Linked DNA regions of Sus scrofa: region 1 is linked to region 2. The links are chromatin contacts, called in public Hi-C maps. All regions are on one chromosome and are shown on one strand. Each heading gives the region's core, a stretch centred on a gene start, on an enhancer-like site or on the middle of the called end of the contact. The rest is flanking DNA. Distances are from core to core; before and after follow the strand shown. Region 1 holds the start of RPP30 (ribonuclease P protein subunit p30). Region 2 holds the start of PANK1 (pantothenate kinase 1).

Region 1 (4,224 bases), core at 682-3,181, 1.1 Mb before region 2:
TCATTCTTACTCATTTTGTTTGCTCTTTACCCCTTCTGCTTTTTCAGAGGCCCCTGTGCTAAGGAGAAATGGAATAAGGACTCCCTTACATGCCACTGTCCCCATCCCCTTTTGAGTTGCCCACCAACAAGAGATTGGGAACTCTCTGAAGTCAGAGCCTAGTTTATCAGCCTCAACACAGCACTGTTTTTGGACATATGGACTACCAAAAATACATCTAAATCATGACTTAAAACGTTGAGTTAAACACCAATGGGGAGGACAGGATATTAATATTAAAGAAATAATGCATATCGGAGTTCCTGTTGTGGCTCAGCAGTAATGAACCTGACTAGTATCCAAAAAGCTGCAGGTCTGATCCCTAGCCTCATTTAGTGGATTAAGAATCCAGTGTTGCCACGAGCTGTGGTGTAGGTTCAAGCCTCCACCAGGATTCCATGTTGCTGTGGCATAGGTGGGCAGCTGCAGCTTCAACCCCTAACCAGGGAACTTCCATACCCTAAGGGTACGGCCCTAAAAGGACTAAATAAATAAATAACATATATTAATGCCAAGATAGTGGTCTTCCCTCTCAATAGTTTTTCCAATTTCCTTCTTTCTTTCCTCCTTCAAATGAGGATCCATTACTTGATAGGCCCTGCAGATATCTCTCTCTCTCTCTCTTTTTTTTTTTTTTTGCTTTTTAGGGCCGTACCTGTGGCATATGGAAGTTCGCAGGCTAGGGGTCGAATCAGAGCTATAGCTGCCAGCCTACACCACAGCCACAGCAACACGGACTTCAAGCCGCATCTGTACACCGACGCTCACCCCAACGACGGATCCTTAACCCGCTGACAGAAGCCAGGGGTAGAACCCACATCTTCATGGATACGAGTTAGGTTGTTACCGCTGAACCACAACCGGGAACTTCGAAGAAATGTCTTTATTTTTAAACCCCTCTATCTCCACTTAGACACTTTAAGTCTAAGGAAGAAGGCAGAAGTCGCGATTAACTTCGATTAGAACGATCTTACCTCTCAGGGCTTCTGCTTTCCTTGGATTCAAATACGAGTAACATTCTAGCATTCTGGCCATGCTGGTCCCTTCCCAACCTCTTGGTGTGTCCTACGCCTCAACCTACCCTCCCTCTAAATAACATTATTCCAACACTCGCAGCCCCACGTCCCACCACCCCCGCCCATTTTCGGAGCACCCAAAGCACTCCCCATCTGTGCACCAACCAGCTTTCCGCATTTGACTGAGTCAGTACACAGTGGTGAGAGGTAGGAAGGGGCGATATTAAAAGCACAGGTGGAGACTAGCTTTGGCCAGCCTTCAGCTGTGAGGCCCTATATAAGTCCCTGGCCCTGTTAGGACCTCAGTTCCCCAATTCACAATAAAGAAGGAGCTGGACTGGGTAACAGTTCCCCAGCGCTTTTCGAGTTTCCCGGGCCCGGGATCACAGCAACCCCGCAGAAGGCATCAGCTTCCAGAGACTGCCTCCAGACCCCAGAAGACCTGAATGAGGCCCGGCCGCGTCCCTTCCGAACGTGGCCCGACGATCTGGATGGCAGCGAGGCTGGGCAGGCACCGCTGCTCGCGAAGCCGCGGCGACTCACGGTAAGCGGCGTTCTCCACGAGCCCACGCAGCGCCTTGAGGTCGGAACCCGCTCGCAGGTCCAAATCCACGAACACCGCCATGCTGAAATCACGTGAACTTGCGCGGCTGTCTGCGCAGCCGCAGGGCCCGCCCCCTCGGGGCACGCTGGGAATTGCAGTTTTCCTAAGCAGTCCTCCCGTCCCTCCCGCGGACTGACGTTCCCAGGCTCTTTGAGCGCCTTCGGATCCCAGCAGAAGTTAGTGTGTGGAAGTCAGCAGCCTCACTTCAGTTCTTCTTCCTCTGGATGGGAAAGTTTTGTTTCCCTCGAAGGGGTTCACATAGCCCACCATTCCTCCTGTGAAATAATGTAGAAAATGATTCTTTCAAAATGTACGTATACAGCATTTATTGAGGACTTACAGGGAAAGAAGGTCTGGAAACCCTTAAAAAGTAAGGGTTTTAAATCCGTTTTTCTTTCCCGCCCCTAAAGGTCATTCCATTGTTTAAATTGGACTTAATGGGGAGATGGGGAAACTGACCTGACAACTCGAAAAAGGTTTGCTCGAGAAAAAAGTCATTTTGCTCAATCAGAACAGACGGTGGCACAGCATGCTAAACTCCATTACAGCCAGTATTCTCAACCTGGAGTTGGCAGGGATAAGCGGTTAGCTTCAGCACGTGTTTAGCCAAAAATGGGTTAGACAAGGGAGGTGCACAATTGAAATGTTTTACAGTTTTCCGTCTGACAGATGTACAAGGTGGAATATATCCCACAGTTGTGATGGTTCCACATTTTCGTACACATGAACTCTTGAAGAGTGATAAATTAATTATCCGAGAACATAAAACTCTGGAACTAGAGTTTACATCACTGCTTTACAAAGTACCCGTGATTACTGGGTCAGTTCACCGAGTTCCCAACCCCCCTCCCTCCACCAGTTCTTCTAGCACCAGTAGTGATCCATTGTCCTTTACCCACAGGCAGCTCTGGCCTCAAAAGATTAATCTAACATCTGAACTGCTCTATACTAGACTGAATAAGAGTCCACAAATCAGGGGCTTGGATCTCCAGACTATGCCAAAGGGATGTGAAAGTTTGTAAACATTTTCCGTTTCTTTGCTAACTTGTCACAGACAGTACACAGAGTCTCGGGTTTGTGGGCCACATCTTGATTTGTTCTTTACATGACTTCTTTCTTGGTCTCAGAAGGGAATTTTAAGAGGGATCTGTTCCATGTGGTAGTATGTAATTCTCCTTTTGGTTAAGTTCAATAAAAAAGAAATCTTCTGCTATCTAATATTTGATGTTTTCTAAGTAAGAACAGAAGAAAATTTTACTTCTGCAAATAGAAGAAAGTCATATAAAACAAACTCTGGCTTCTCATCTGAAAATCTCGTGTTAATTTTGCAGGAAGATCTAGTGTTAATTTTATAGGCGTCTTCATCTGCAGCCACAAAACCTAAATTGTTTGGAAATATGTCCGATGTGTGGTGAAGGTGAATAAGATGACTCATTATTTGATACCAGAATTAGACTACAGAGGGCTTCTTTCTTTGAAAGTCATGACGCTGTTTCTGTGGACTGTATACCCTTTAAACTTCTTATCTTCACCCTGGGCTTAGAAGGGAGGAAGAAGGACGAAAAAGAAAATGAATGAACGACAGTCACTGAGCAGTCTACTGAGGGCCAGCCTATTTGCTAAGTAGTTGCCTGCATGTTTAATTTTCAAAACAACTGAGTTAAGTGCTGCTTTTTCCACAACCTCTGCATTTTACATTTGAATCATCTGAGGCTTAGGTCATTGTGGTAGGACCACAGGTGGATCCAGGTGGCTTGGATCTATTCTCATGTCTCTATGTACTGTCTCCTGGACAAAGCAAGCAGAGAGGAGAGTTGGAGGATGGAAAAGAGGAGGGAGTAAAGACAGGGGAAAGGAAGAGGAGAATGAAGGGCGGGGGTGGGGGGAGAATGAATGGAGGGGGAGGACAGAGGAAGTAGGGAGAGAGGGAAAGGAAAGGAAGGAGATAGAAGAGGGAAGGAGGAGTGGGAAGAGAGAAAAAAGAGAATGCCATAGGGGAGATGAGAAGGGAAGAGGAGCCAGAAGTTGACTTGGGGAGTTCCAGTCGTGGCGCAGTGGTGAATGAATCCGACTAGGAACCATGAGGTCGCGTGTTCCGTCCCTGCCCTTGCTCAGTGGGTTAAGGATCCAGCGTTGCCTTGAGCTGTGGTGTAGATTGCAGACGCGGCTCGGATCTGGCATTGCTGTGGCTCTGGCGTAGGCTGGCGGCTACAGCTCCAATTCGACGCCTAGCCTGGGAACCTCCATATGCCACGGGAGCTGCCCAATAAATAGCAAAAAGACCAAAAAAAAAAAAGTTGACTTGGATAGGTAGCTGCAACAGCAAGGATCTGGAGTTAGAAGAAGACTGAAAAATTTCTGACTGGAACATAATAGGACTATAGATTTACTCTATGTAATTCCTATCTGCTGTCCAATCCTCTCAACCAGCCCATGAGAGAGTTATTGTTTTTCATATCATATCAGGTAGGAATCCTGGACTCAAAGATGACTCTTCAGTCATTTCCTCTTCCTTAGGGAGCCGAGAAAGAGAGGGTGGGCTTGAATATCCAAAACAACCTTCAA
Region 2 (4,094 bases), core at 270-2,769:
ATGTAGTGATAAAGACTCCCTGCATAGGAGCTTAAACAGTAATACATAAGATCCTCTATAGAAAAGAAAAAAATTGGTCCTACTCTTTCTACTCTTTTAGTGGTGTTATCTTTAGCAACAGCAAGGTTTAAGATCTCATTTCTCGTCCCCATGACTGAGAAAGCGCATCTTTTATCTTCTCTCTAGTGGGATCTCATGGCTGAAGACGGATGAAAAAGAAAATCTACTACTTAATGAAGTTACTGAATGTCATCCACAAAATATAGCCTCAAAAAAAGTCTTTACAACTAATTGATGAAGTCTCAGGTCTTGCACATCTAATAAAATGTATATATACACTGCTTTGCAGCTTCGGAGTAAACATGCTACCTTGTTTTAAGAACAGAAACTAACCTGAATTTAATTACTCTGGGGATTAAAAACAAGTCACGAGTCACGAAATTTTGTCAACTAGTCCTTCAACAAGGAATATTAGAGAACTGCACCAGGCAGGAATCACGAATCAAAAAGTAGAATGAGATGGGGGAAACTTTTCAAACTGATATATGACAGCAGTCATTGCACGCGCCACACACGCCCCCTTCCGCTTAGCCCAGCAAAGCCCAGCAAGGGCTAACCCCAGGCAACGGCAGCAGCCTAGAAATAGCTGCACTGGTGACCACCACAACACTCCCCTTCCCGCCCCACAAATGAGACCGTGTCGTTTGATGAGCAAACGACACGGTCTCATTTGTGGGATTCGGGACACTATATCTGGCAATGGAGGCCTGATCCTCAATAACAGCAGCAATGATAAGAAAAGTATCAATGATTCCAAGTACATAGTGCTTACTATACACACCCGCACTGTTTCTAACAGCTTTACCTATATCACTTTATCCTCATGAAAGCCCGAAGCGGTAGGTTCTAGTATTACTCCCTTTTAACAAATGAAATTCAGGCCCGGAGAGATTAAAGCTAATAAGCCGCGAAGACGAAATTTAAATCTTAACTGCAGTAAATTGGCTCAACCCTCCAATGAGCACCAAGATCCCTAGGCGTCCTCATCATTCCGCAGCCCAGTTCCAGAGTAAACTCAAAGGCGTCACAAGCCCCGTGGGAAGGTGCTGAGGTGCTGAGCACCTCACTGCCTGAGGCCTTTCCCCACCTCATCTGGTTTGTACGCAGTCCCCAACCGCCTTCCTCGCACCCTCACCTGCAAACGTAATCCTGCCGCCCGACCTGCGAGCTGCACTAAGTTATTTTCGTTTTTAAATTCAAACAATGGCGGCCAGGACCCCGCACTGCATGTTGGGAGTAGGCGGAGCTTCGGGAAAGACGCCAGGGAGGCGCCAAGGACTCACGCTATGAGCTTCCTGCCAACTCCCGGGAGAAGCTTTCAAATCTGGGGGCGGGTCTCTGAATGCTGGGCGACCAATGGGCGGAGGCGGAGGGAGAGCGGCCAGTGGGCGGGGTTTCCTGCGGGGCTCCTCTCGCGGGGTTGGGTAGTGCGCTGCCTAATGTGCCACCCTCTGTTGGCTGCGCGGTTAGTCTCCAGGTCCATCCTGGAGCAAGTAAAAACGTGGCGAAGGCCCGGAGGTGAGACTGCTGCCACTGCACTTAGCCCCGCGACTCCCTTAGGGACTGGCGGAGGAATGGCGGGCTACTCACTACCCTACTTTGTCCCTGCGGGCCGGAACAGGCTCTGCATCTGGGGAGCCGCTGGGAACGAGAGCTGCAGAGGGTCACTTCCTCTGCATGATCCTACCTGTCGTCCAGAGCGGCACTTGTGGATGAAACAGATTATTCCTAGGATAGCTTTTCATAAGCGTTCTTTATTTTTTGGTTTTGATTTTTGCCTTTCTGAAAATATAAACCAGCTACCGCTGAGAGGCGCTGTACTGTGACTATCTTCCTTGCCTAGGCAAGGTCTTTGCCTTGCCCAAAATGTAAGTGCCACTGTATCTTCTCTGCGTCTTTTAAAGTGATCCTCTTCTTTTGAAGCGTGTTATTACAGTCATATAGGAAGTATTTAGGCCGTCTCTCCCTGCTGTACTTCATTTTAAAGAAAAGTAACTGCTAACGTTAATTGTTTACCTTGTGCCGTGCTAAGCGTTTAAAATTGATTGTCCTACTGATCCTGAGAACAACCTGTGAGGTAGGTATTATTATTATGTCTTTTTTATAGATTGCAAGGAAACTGGGTTCATATGGTTAATTTGCTCAAGGACATACATCTATTAATGGTGGAGCTGAGATTTTAAACCGACCTGAATGAATTCAAGCCCCACCCGCTCACATGTGGTCTTTATTTTCGACTCTTATTGGTTGGTAACATTTGCAGAATAGTACCTAGTTTGATGAGCTTACTCTCCTCTTCCTTTTATTCTGTGTTTATATTTCCCATAACCTCCCCCTATCCTCTACAACTTCTCACTGTCTCCTCATTCATTTTGCCTTCTTTCTCCACAAAATAATCATATTTGAGGTGAGCCAGTGTGGAATAAAGATGAGGATTCAGGGCCAGGAATGAAAATGAACAGAGAAAGTAGGTGTGAAAGGGAAGAAAGGAGAAAAGATAAAGTAAAAACTGTTTTACGGTTCAGGCTGAAACTTAAGTCTTTAGGGACCTCTATGTCAAGGTAAGTCTAACCCTAACTCTGTACTTCCTTCCATGCCTTGTCATGCCTTTATTGCTTTTACTAGTTGTTACTGGTTTCAGCTCTTGAGCCCTCCAGATGCTACATTTATTTATTGTTCAACAAGTATTTATTGAAAACCTGCTATGCTTCAAACACTAGGCTAAGAGTTGGTGAAACAGTGGAGGAGAGCTAGCAGAACAGACCCTAACGTTCAAGGAGCTTATAGTCTAATAACTGAGAAAACATTGCAAAAACAAAAAGACAAATAATTGAGAAATTACAGCTGTAACGGAGTTTAAAAAAAAAAAAGAAAGGAGTAAGCACTCCAGGCATAGGGAACATAATACCAGGCACAGGGGCGGGACAGATGCAACATCCAGTGGATTCTCTGATTTTTTTTTATTCTAGCTCCCAGGAACATTCCACACAGTTAAATGTTTCAGCCTTAAAATACTCTTCATTTGGCTTTTAGGTCAGCAAAATGTTACTCTCTCTTTGTTTACTCTTAACCCCCCTAACCTCCTTTTCTGTCTCTTCTACCTAAGATCTAAATTATGGGAATCCTTAGAGCTTGGCCCTGAGCTTCCCCCTCCCCACCAATTTTTCTCTCTACAGTCTTTTTCTTGGCAACCTCATCAACTCCAATGGATTTAAATACCTTTTTTTTTTTTTTTTTTTTGTCTTTTGCCTTTTCTAGGGCCACTCCCTCAGCATATGGAGGTTCCCAGGCTAGGGGTCTAATCGCCAGAGCCACAGCAATGCGGGATCCAAGCCAAGTCTGCAACCTACACCACAGCTCAAGGCAACACCAGATCCTTAATCCACTGAGCAAGGCCAGGGATCAAACCCGCAACCTCATGGTTCCTCATCGGATTCGTTAACCACTGAGCCACGACAGGAACTCTGGATTTAAATATCTTTATACCTATGACTCCTAAATTCCTTATCCTTCTCAGACCTGTGAGCTCCAACCAGGGGCAAATATCTCATTATCCACTTAAGTTCTCCACTTAGATGTATAAGAGAGATTGCCAAATTAATATATTAAATATGGATCCTTGATTTTCCTTTCTAGAACGAAAATCCCCTCCTCCCTGATCTCTGACTCAGTAAATGACACCACCATGTATCTACCCAGTTATTCATGAGAAAGAATAATTTTTGAGTCCTCCTTTTCCTTCACCACTCATCCACTTCATAAACACATGTATCTGTTTGTTGTTTTGTGTTAAATGAAATAAATACTCCTTTCCCTTTTCATTGCCCAGACCATTACAGCATCCCAACTGCTTCAGGTCCTGTTCCCTACGTGGAAGTTCCCAGCGAGGGATTGAACCTGTGTCACAGCCACAACCCAAGCCACTGCAGTGACAACACCAGATCCTGCCACAAGAGAGCCTGAATGAATGAGTTCTTTTTTTTTTTTTTTAACTGCAGCATGCAGAAATTCCCTGGGGCCAAGGATCGAACCTG

What was found. Hi-C and Micro-C count contacts between places; a contact is called where the count stands out from the background.
Region 1: a contact with region 2 is called in a Hi-C map of liver, with 8 times the contacts expected there. The contact joins the promoter of RPP30 here to the promoter of PANK1 in region 2. A contact is called at or near these places in 13 of 47 Hi-C or Micro-C datasets (adipocytes, alveolar macrophages, brain and 9 more) and 2 of 2 datasets of contacts at active chromatin or transcription factors (alveolar macrophages and skeletal muscle).

The regions. Positions count from the first base shown.
Region 1 is chr14:102,563,509-102,567,732 of Sscrofa11.1, reverse strand. It overlaps RPP30 (ribonuclease P protein subunit p30), which reads right to left and starts at 1,931. Exons shown (of 13, transcript XM_001924771.6): 1 at 1,599-1,931. The coding sequence starts at 1,680.
Region 2 is chr14:101,509,923-101,514,016 of Sscrofa11.1, reverse strand. PANK1 (pantothenate kinase 1) reads left to right here and starts at 1,519. Exons shown (of 10, transcript XM_013983537.2): 1 at 1,519-1,578; 2 at 1,860-1,928. KIF20B (kinesin-like protein KIF20B) reads right to left here and starts at 1,332. Exons shown (of 32, transcript XM_021072622.1): 1 at 1,196-1,332.